3 separate regions of the Rattus norvegicus genome follow, and all the other regions are linked to region 1. Evidence: chromatin contacts called from public Hi-C and HiChIP or PLAC-seq data. All regions are on one chromosome and are shown on one strand. The core of a region is the stretch at or near the end of the contact, and the rest is flanking DNA. Distances in the headings are between cores, read along the strand shown. Region 1 holds the start of Hcfc1 (host cell factor C1). Region 2 holds the start of Idh3g (isocitrate dehydrogenase (NAD(+)) 3 non-catalytic subunit gamma). Region 3 holds the start of Mecp2 (methyl CpG binding protein 2).

Region 1 (3,269 bases), core at 480-2,979:
TAGTAGCTTCTGACTTTGAGAGCAAAACATGCTGAATTCAGTTAAGCCCCTGGAAGAACAGGAGCTTAGTTCCTTTATTTTACAGGGAAGAGTTTGGACTATAAAAGAAACTGGCTAAGGTCACCAGCTCTTGATGGTACAACCACATAAATAGGGGCACATCTCTGGCCTTTGCCAAATGAGTACTTGCAATTGGATAAACTAAAGCTGAGAATACTATGTAAATTTAATACATGGAAGGAATACATATTGTTTACAGTATGATATGGTAATTTGAATGTCTTATTGATAACAAATTACAAGATCTACAGCAGGCTCAATACAGTAACATCAAAGTTATTCAGACTGCCAATAGAGCTTGTAATTTAATTTCTAGATCTGTACATAGTAGCTATAGGACCTATACTGATCTGTACATGTCCTTTAATCACAAAGTCACAGGTGTTTCTGATACTCCATGTTCTGCTTCCTACATTTGCAATTACAGGAAACGCCACTAGAAGTTAGTTAAAATAAGGATGGAATAAAGAAAGGTTAATGCGAAGAAATCATCTGCTTTTAGTATAGGCTTTGAGACATCAGTTTAGGACCCCTGTGCTACAACCTGCCTATGACAGCGATGACAATGCTGTGCCTAAGCAGCCTCCTGGGAGACTTGGAACGTAGAAATGAAGACCGTAACGCTTTTTCAAGGTTGTTGTGTGAGCTTACAATATTGGCGCGAAAAGCCCAGCGTTCACCATCCGGGTTTTTTACTTCTCTGGCTTTGCTGGGGAAAATTCAAATCTCAAAAAAGGGCGGACCCGTAAAGATACTGTACGCCTGCGCAAAGGCGGGGCGAGAAGCCCTGGGAAGAAGGCGGGGCGGGTGACGCGAGTGGCACAGACTGCTCCCGTGCTCGCCTCGCTCTGGCGCCGTTAGTCTCGCTGGGCCTCTGGGTGGGGGGTAGTCTGGCGCGCTGCAACTGGGAGCGCGTGGCCCGGTTGTTCGGGAGGCGCGGGAGGAGGCGGCGACTCCTCGGGGTGTTGCCGGCGGGCCTGGGAGCGGGCAGCAGCTCCGCCCCTGTGAGCTCATGGCGTCACCTTCCGCTCTGGCCCCGCCTGCAGCTCCCTGCTGTAGCCGGATTCTGACCGTCGCTGAGTGTTCAGGGCGGGAAAACAGCTGCTTCCCAGCAAAGGGTGCAATCGCAGTGTCCCTTTTTTGCCACCCTTAACTACCATGAGCCATGTCTCCACTGCTAGTTAAAGGCCATTTCTCGGGTTTGTGTCCCATCAGCGACCTGAGAGACAGTTCCCAGGGGGCGGGGCCAAGCGAGTGAGTGGGGAGAAGAGTTAGATTTTCATCCGGGCATCCCCAGATGCCGCGGCCATCTTTGTTTTGTGCTAAAAGTCGCTATTGACGCCCGCAGAGGACCGGGCGTGGGGAAGTGGCAAGATGGCGACTCCCAGAGAGGAGGCGTGGAGGAGCCCTGGGGGGGGGAGGGGCAGGGCGGGGCGCTACCGCTCCTGACCCGAACTCTACTGTCTTTAGCCTACTGCACAGCGGCACCAACTCGCCTGCGAGTAGAAAACGCACTGGTTTTTACAGAAGCTTTTAATTCCTTATGAGCCTTGGGTCCTTTAAGAGGCTTGGGAGCAGAGGCTAAGACATGCGAAGGCGGGGGAGCGGTGACGTCTTCTGACTCCGCCCCCTCGCCCGATAGCCGCCATGTTTAGTTGTTACTTCTTCACACAAGATGGCGGCTCCCAGGGAGGAGGCATGATCGCCCTGCCGTTACCGCTTCTCCTGCCGTACAATTGTCACTTCGGGTCTTAACTCCTGCTCTTTCGAGCGGCTCCTGTGGGAAGGAGTCTTAAGGAGGGAAGCGAGGATTGGACGCTGCCTTTTGTTTGGTTTGCTGTGGAAGAACTGTCCAGGAAGAAGAGAATAGGGGGGGGGGGAGAAGCTAGTCTCAAGATGGCGGCTCCCAGGGCGGCCGGCGCAGCCTGAATTCAGAGGCGGACTCAAGGGAGAGGTGCTAAACCTTACGAGCCATACGGCTCGGGACCCCGAACAACACCCGGGAGTTCGAGTCCGTTTCGCCAGCTTCTGACACGCCTTTATTATTTAGGAACGTTGGGGTTCTGCGGTCGGTGTCTTAAGTGCTGGGTGGGGAAGCAGGACGGTCTCAAGATGGCGGCTTCCACAATTGTGGTCTGACTGCCGACGGAGCTGAGACAACCGCGGCATTTGTGGCTCTTTTCCACCCGCCCCGGAAGCCAGCCAGTGCTGGGGACGGGGGGTGTGGGAACCGGGCCGGGGCTCCGCCATTTCCGGCGGGGGAGGGCTACGACTGAGGAAGGGAGGAGAGAGAGGCGGCTCAAGATGGCGGCTCCCAGAGCCTCCTGCTCGAGCTTCTAAGCGGGAACACCCAGGCAAATAGTTAGAGCGACGGCGCTCGGTGGCCTCCAGCTTCTCGGAAATAGGTGCTCTGCAGTTTTGAGAAGCTTTTAAGGATACGAGCCGAGTGAGAAGGGGGGGGAAAGAGCCAAAGGAAGGAGGATAGTTAAGATGGCGGCCTCCATGGAGTCGTCCACCGCTGTGTAAGGAGCCGCTTCTTCGTGAGAGCTGCCTTAGACGAAAGGGGGTGTGTGAAGAATTAAGGGTATCCCTCCCGTTCAGTGACTTCTTCCCACTGCATCCTTAACCGGAACTATGGCTTCGGCTGTGTCCCCCGCTAACTTGCCAGCGGTGCTTCTACAGCCCCGCTGGAAACGGGTGGTGGGTTGGTCGGGTCCCGTGCCGCGACCCCGCCACGGCCACCGTGCAGTAGCTATCAAGGAGCTTATAGTGGTGTTTGGCGGCGGCAATGAGGGGATAGTGGACGAACTACACGTGTACAACACTGGTGAGTGCTACTGCCCTGGGTTTCTCATAGCCTTCCCTCCATCTCTCTCCTAACCCTTCTCTTCCCCATCTTCTCCTATCTCTCACTCCCCTGGTGTGTTTTTCTTCTACCTTCGCTCTTATTGCCATCTCTGCCTTTTCCTTGATTTTTCAACCCCCGTTCTTACACCCCCGTACTCTTCTGTGTTTAAAGGTTGCATTTTGGTACTTAGAGAAACCTTCTACTCCGACTGGTGAGGGGGAGGGGATGTCGCGGGCGACAGTGACTTCAGACGTACACCGTTACCCAGTGGGCTGGGGCTGGCGCGGCAGCGGATGTGTTCTCTTGGCGCAGGCGGAATCCTCCCCCCTCCTGCGATAGTCCTCATCCCCAGCGCCCATGC
Region 2 (3,269 bases), core at 282-2,781, 190 kb after region 1:
TGGGGTGCTGTCAACATAGAGGGACTTTCAAGTCTCTAGACCCATCCAGCTGACAGAATGTCAACACTAGTCCCAGTGTTTCCTGACAGAAGTACACTCTGGACCCAAACACCAAACCTGTCCCTGTAAGCTAAACACCTCTGAAGGAAAGTTTACATCCTATTATTCTCCAAATGTGGTGTTTTGAAAGAATGGCCAATTAAGCTGGAGAAGACCTTGTACTGGCATGAATAGCAAGAGGAAAATGCCACGAATGGTTTTCAAAGGCCATATTCCACCAACACTTCTGTGATCTGCTAAGACATGCCTTTCCCTGTGGACACTATAGAGCCCCTAATAGGTTTTACAGTCAGGTTTGACTTTTTAAGACACTGTTAGCAACAGACTGGAGAATTCTCTGAAGGGTGAGTAGGAGGGATGGCCAGAATCTACCAGTATGTAAAGAAACCAAATCCTCCTTAGTTCAGGTTCTCAGGTCTGAGGGACTAACAACTTTCAAAACACATACCCGGCAGACTCCAGATTGAGCTCAACCCTACCACCAGATGTTACAAATGGCTCACAAGTATCAATGGGTCTGTGCACAGTTCAATTCTGCTAAGAACGTTGGGATGGATGGATATACCAGAGTCTCATGAAAAGTCGAGGCTCTGGACACTAAAAGTCCTTGGTCACTTCCCTGGCTCCCTATCTAACTTGCCTCCGTGCCCTTACTCTGATCTGCCTGGAGTGTTCTTGTTCCCTCTCTTAGCTTTCTGTCTTGGGGAAGCCTGGCCTATGCAGCATTGGTTCCTCGCTGCCAGCGCTGCTCTTATGCGACTACCTTCTGACATACACAGGAACCAGGGACATAGCACCTTCCCTGCTGGAGCTGGTGGTCGGAACATGGTGCTACTTTGGGGCTCTCCCAAAAATAGACAAGGAAGTTTCTTCCAGCAACCTGGCTGCCAGGTAAACGTGTTTGTGGTGCTTCGGTCGCCAAGACACGACACCCATCGGGGAAAGATAACACCGGTAGCGACGAGCCCAGGGAAGGACCAGATCCCCACCTCGCGCACACCCTTCCTCCCCCAGCACCACCAGCCAAGGGGCAGGGGTACGCCCGAAACAAGCTCCGGCCAGGCCGCTACCTGAGCAGCAAGATAGGCCGGACAGCAGGAGTAGCGCCAGGGCGCCGAAAGATGCCATCGCCGCCATCGCCTCTTCTCTGCCGAGGGGAAAAGAGAGCAAGCCGCCCTGAACATGCGGAGCAGACGAGGAAGCGCGACGCGTAAGCGGCCTCAGCACCCAATCGTGCGTCGGCGGGCTGGGTCGGGCATGGTGACGTCGCTGGCGGCACTGACGTGTCCGTTTCCCTAGCCAGGGTCCCAACCGGTCGCACTTCCCTCCTTCTCAGCCTTCCCCTCCCCAAGATGGCGGCAACAGTGCTACAGGCACCGGAAGGGGACGTAGGAACCGGTGTGACCGTGCGCGTGCGTAGTGCTAGCTTTTTCTCACCCCTCCCCCCGCACCCCGGATTTCTCGTCGTGCCGAAGTGTCGCGAGAACGGTGCTTAACGTTTTGACCTGTAGAGGTCCTCACTTTTCGTTATGGCGCTGAAGGTGGCGATAGCTGCTGGCAGTGCTGCAAAGGCAATATTCAAGCCAGCTCTCCTCTGCCGTCCTTGGGAGGTGAGTGATGAATGGAGGGTGGAACAGTTGCAGCGCTCACAGAGAGACTTAACACCCAATTGAGACCTAGAGTCGGGTAACCGCTCTTTGAGAAAATCCAGGATTCGATTGGCTGTGCAAGCCTTAGGAGGGGCGGGGAGAGGGCTGCACTCTGGGGTTCATTGGTCGCTTCTGCTGTCAATGAGGAGGTTGGCTGAAATTGACTTTGGTTTGGCTCCTCTGTGACTGGTGACAGGGGCTCCTCCAGAAGGGTTAGGAAGGTAGACCACAGTAGCTAGGTGTTCACTCCGTAGTGTCCTTGTGGAAGACCTTTTGAAGAGGCCATGTGTCCTAGACTATCTTGCATATATCACGTAGGCTGGTTGTGTCTGGTTTCCGGAGTCATTTCCTCCTTGGTTTTTCCTCTCTAGGACTGCTTTTTCCTAGTGGAGGTGAAAATCCACTTTATAACCCCACCCCCTTTTGTCTCTGTCTGTCTCTCTGTGCCCCACCCCCACCTCCCGGTCTCTGTCTCATCAGACACATGGTTTCTCTGTGTAGCCTGGGACTCACACTGTAGACCAGGCTGTCCTTGAACTCAGAAGTCCTCCTGTCTCTGCTTCCCAAGCGCTGGGATTAATTAAAGGCATGCACTGCCACCATCTGACTATCAATAATTCTTGATCCCTCCAGATCTCCTGCCTACCAAGCACCTTGATATTTGATTCTAGCCAAAAGGCCAACAAGCAGGCCCAAGCCCCTGTAATAAGAGTAAACCAGGGTTCTGAGACTGGAAGGCTCTAGGGCTTTGCTTTTCTGGCCCTTTCTTTGGAGTCTTGGTTAGGTAGTTTAGCTCCTGGGTAGCACTGCTTAGCACCAGAAAACCAATAACTAGCTTTGCAGAATAAGAGTTATGACCTCCAGGCCTTGCTCTTCCACTGACCCAGAACATGGCATTAGGCCAGTTCTCCTCTCCCTCTGGGTTCCAGTGAGGAGAGAGGACTTCATGTTCTCAAAGCATTTGCTGACTCTGACCTTCCAGAATGCCATGTTTTTTGCCTGCAGCCTCTTCTGCTTACCCTTTATCTCCTCTGTTGTCTGGGGAAGGGAGCTGCATATGCTATATGAAATTCTATTTAAAATAGGGACTTCTGGTTCAGCCAGGTAGCTCAGTGGGTAAAGACACCTGTGTCCAAGCTTGGAATACTAAGTTTGATCCTTGGAATTCTTGTAAAATGCAAGGAGATAAAGGACCCCACAAAATCATCTTCTGATTGCCACACATGTGTGCTATGGCTTCTTCCACATTGTTGAGGAAAGATGAGCAGTATATAGAGGATTGCCAGAGGCCCTGATAGCTCCAGCAGCTAGGCTTCTGTAAACTCTTAATGAAGAACTTTCCTTCTGAATGTTTGTGTGCCTTTGTTGGGATGGGACTAGGTGGCAGTGAAGTGATTGGTAACCAGGCAAGGCTTTGCCTTGAGAGTGATTGTTCTGGTTATAGGAACCCATGTAGAGAACCCAAGGTCTTAAGTCCTGCTAGTTGACATCCCCTGAGAAATCATGCTATCATTATTAGCAGTTGACCACAAACATGACAAAGAAAGAGACCTTAGGAAA
Region 3 (3,269 bases), core at 410-2,909, 130 kb before region 1:
CCCCTGAGGCTAAAATTACAAATGGTTTTGAGTGGCCATATGGGTGCTGAGAATCCTCTAGATTTCCCCATTGTAGTAAAAAACATTCACTTAGGTGATCCTGCCCCAAACTCAGCCAAAATCCTTATTTTTTTCTTTCTTTCCATCTGATATCCAATACTTTTGGCTCAATTTAGAACATAAATCTTAAATATCACAACTTATCAGAATTCATCTGCTATTGCCCTAGTTAAAGCCATCATCATCATTATCATCATCATCCCCCTTCTTCTTCTCCCCACCCCAACTGTTGTCAGGACCTCTGGACTGGCCTGTTCTCCATTCTTCACTGGCAACATAGGTTTTATGATGCCAGCTAGTGACTCAAGTATCAAGGGCTTCTCATCTCAAAATAATCTCCCAGTTCTTTTGGTGACCTAAGTCTCTCTCCAGTCACACTGGCCTCCTTGGCAAGACATGCATAGTCCTTCCTTAGAGTGTTTAAACTTGCCTAGAATGTTTTCCCCAGTTACCCATATTGGGGGATGACATGGGCAAGTGCTAGAGGTTATCAAAATAGCACTCCTTTCGCTCTTGCCCTATTTCAAAGTCTTTATGAAAAATTTTAAATTCTACTTACTTGTATGTTTAGTATGATTCTTTCTTACCAGGATTCTAGTCTGTCTCCTTGTTCAGTACTAAAACAGTGCCTAGCAACTAAATGAATGGAGAGGGGAGCCAAATTTGAATCCAAAAGTCTCCTATTGAGCACAGGATTAGCACAAGGAGCATCGAATGCTGACTAGTATAAGGGTAAGGTTGCTTTGACAATCCTGACACCTTATTACCTAAACCTTCCCTCATACTCTGAAATCCAGATTGCTGGATCTCAGGTCTTCAAAGCAGGGCTGCTTCCTCTGGGCTCACTCTCTTTTATACTTACTTCAATCAAACCTTCTGATTCAACAATGACAGACAAATCTCTTATTAGCTTGGCATCTGACATCTGCCCACTATAAAGGTCTGCAAAGACCAGGATTTGTTTGATATGTTGATTTTACTGCCTTAAGAGTGCTAATTAGGTGGAATAATACAATTGGTAGAGCCTTTAAAACAAGTCCCTTGGCTTGGAACAACATCAGGCTCCTCAACAGGCAACTTTGCTGCTTCTACAGAAAATGATACTAAGAAAATGCTGGTGCAGTTAAATGCTTATCACAGCGTGCCCGATGCGCTTGCGGATAGAGGGCAGGGCGGTTCTAATAGGCGACAAGAGCCTAGACTTCCTTAAGCGCCAGAGTCCACAAGGGCCCCGTTAATCCTCAACATTCAAACGCTGCCCACAAAACCAGCCCCTCTGTGCCCTAGCCGCCTCTTTTCTCGAAGTGACAGTAGACCTCCACCAATCCGCAGCTGAATGGGGTCCGCCCCTTTTCCCTGCCTAAACAGACAGGAACTCCTGCCAATTGAGGGTGTCACCGCTAAGGCCCCGCCCCAGCCTGAGCTCCACAGCCAATAGAGGGTAAACTCGACAAAGCGCTGCCGTTAGGGCGCGGGCGCGCAGGTGCAGCAGCGCCCAGGCTGGCCGGGAGGGCGGGGCGCGACGTCGGCCGTGCGGGGTCCCGGCATCGGTTGCGCGCGCGCTCCCTCCTCTCGGAGAGAGGGCTGTGGTAAAAGCCGTCCGGAAAATGGCCGCCGCCGCTGCCGCCGCTGCCGCCGCCGCCGCCGCCGCTGCCGCCGCCGCCGCCGCCGCCGCCGCCGCGCCGAGCGGAGGAGGAGGAGGCGAGGAGGAGAGACTGTGAGTGGGACCGCCAAGGCTGCGGGCGGGGACCCTTGCTGGGGGGGGCGGGGGGTAGGGGCGGGACGTGGCGCGGGAGGGGCCCGCGGGGTCGGGCGACACGGCTGGCGGATGGCGTCCCTCCTCTCTACCCTCCCCCTCTCTCTGTCGCCGGTGGTGGCTTTCTCCACTTGTCTCCCGCAATTGCGAGCGACGGTCCTCAGCGCGATCTCCCTCGAGCCACCTTCGAATGACGCCCTCCCGCTGCCCGCTGCCCGCCCCATCTGTGCGCATCTTGGGCCCCAGCCTTTGCAAGCGCCCTTGTCGTCTGGGTTTCGCCAGTTGGGGCTGTGCGCGCTCCTGCCCTTCTTGGGGTTTTGGGCCGCGGCACTGCCGCGCGCCCGCGGTCCCGGCCTCTCCCTGGATCGCGCTGTCCCCTCTCCCTCGCGCGCCCCCACTCCCGTTACTCGCTCCCCCCCCCCACATACTGGCGCGCGTGCGCAGTCCATCTCCCGTTGGGAGAGTGCGCCACAAGGGCTCCTGAGCTCTTACCCCCATCTCTGGATTTTGCTCCCTCCTTCTCCTCTCCCATTCCATGACTTTTTGCCCCCACTGCAAGCGAGTCAGTCCATCAGCTCCATTCCCCACTTGGCAGGAACAAGTTGGGGGTTAGTGTCCACCCACAAAAAGGACTAGACACTATGTTCCTAGGTCCCACAACTCATCATAAAGAGATGGTTGTAGTTCTCATCAGGAACCGTGGGCTAGGGACTGTGCGTTCCTCAGCACTCGAAGCTCTTCCGTGAGACCATGCCCGCAGGGTGCTCTGGTTCTTTGGGGATGCTGTACTGTGGCTTCGGAATATGAGCGTCTTCCCACCCTCCCTCCCCTCCCTTCGCCAGCGATCATCCAGTTACATAAGTGGAATGGGACTTTGTATGTAATGGGCTCTCTTGGTCCTGGAGTGCTCAGGATCTCCAGTACCAAACATCGCTATGACTCCTCTGTCAATTATCTCTGAAAGTTCATTCTCTTTTTAGTTCGGTTATGACTGAATCACTTAAAATAAAACACAGGTGACTTTTATGTGTCAGTAGCAATGTTTCTGAGGTTTTGCACTAAAGGTTTAATCAATCGTGGTGGAGTCTAAAAAGATTCGGTTTCACAAGAAAGACCCTGGTGTGACATTGTTAAGTATGGACCCCCGCAGGGCAAAGCTTGCTAGGGAATACCTCTGTGCTAGTTCTTTGTATGTTCCGGTAAAGGTTCATCAAAACAAAAATGGGCTCCACCATAAAATTGATATTCCTGACTCATAGTCAGGGAGATATGTACTCCTGGTTAATTTTCCAGGAACACAAATGGGCTCTGTTGAGTCATTTGCATGTCGTCTTCAGTGTTTGGAATCATTACCCCAAACAGTGAGACAATAATCTCAAATATAGGGTTGTTGATGGCGATCATGAAACAGAATGAACTAATTTATAGTGCTAAGTGACTGAGATGTTGTAGG

What was found. Hi-C and Micro-C count contacts between places; a contact is called where the count stands out from the background. HiChIP or PLAC-seq counts read pairs in DNA pulled down with a chosen protein or histone mark.
Region 2: a contact with region 1 is called in a Hi-C map of liver, with 5 times the contacts expected there. The contact joins the promoter of Idh3g here to the promoter of Hcfc1 in region 1. A contact is called at or near these places in 3 of 12 Hi-C or Micro-C datasets (kidney and liver) and 1 of 1 datasets of contacts at active chromatin or transcription factors (oligodendrocytes).
Region 3: a contact with region 1 is called in an H3K27ac HiChIP or PLAC-seq map of oligodendrocytes, with 4 times the contacts expected there. The contact joins the promoter of Mecp2 here to the promoter of Hcfc1 in region 1. A contact is called at or near these places in 1 of 12 Hi-C or Micro-C datasets (frontal cortex) and 1 of 1 datasets of contacts at active chromatin or transcription factors (oligodendrocytes).

Annotation. Positions count from the first base shown.
Region 1 is chrX:156,862,273-156,865,541 of GRCr8, reverse strand. Hcfc1 (host cell factor C1) reads left to right here and starts at 1,729. Exons shown (of 26, transcript NM_001414734.1): 1 at 1,729-2,887. The coding sequence starts at 2,695.
Region 2 is chrX:156,673,744-156,677,012 of GRCr8, reverse strand. Idh3g (isocitrate dehydrogenase (NAD(+)) 3 non-catalytic subunit gamma) reads left to right here and starts at 1,531. Exons shown (of 13, transcript NM_031551.1): 1 at 1,531-1,670. The coding sequence starts at 1,590. It overlaps Ssr4 (signal sequence receptor subunit 4), which reads right to left and starts at 1,355. Exons shown (of 6, transcript NM_017199.1): 1 at 1,131-1,355. The coding sequence starts at 1,197.
Region 3 is chrX:156,994,292-156,997,560 of GRCr8, reverse strand. It overlaps Mecp2 (methyl CpG binding protein 2), which reads left to right and starts at 1,659. Exons shown (of 4, transcript NM_022673.2): 1 at 1,659-1,777.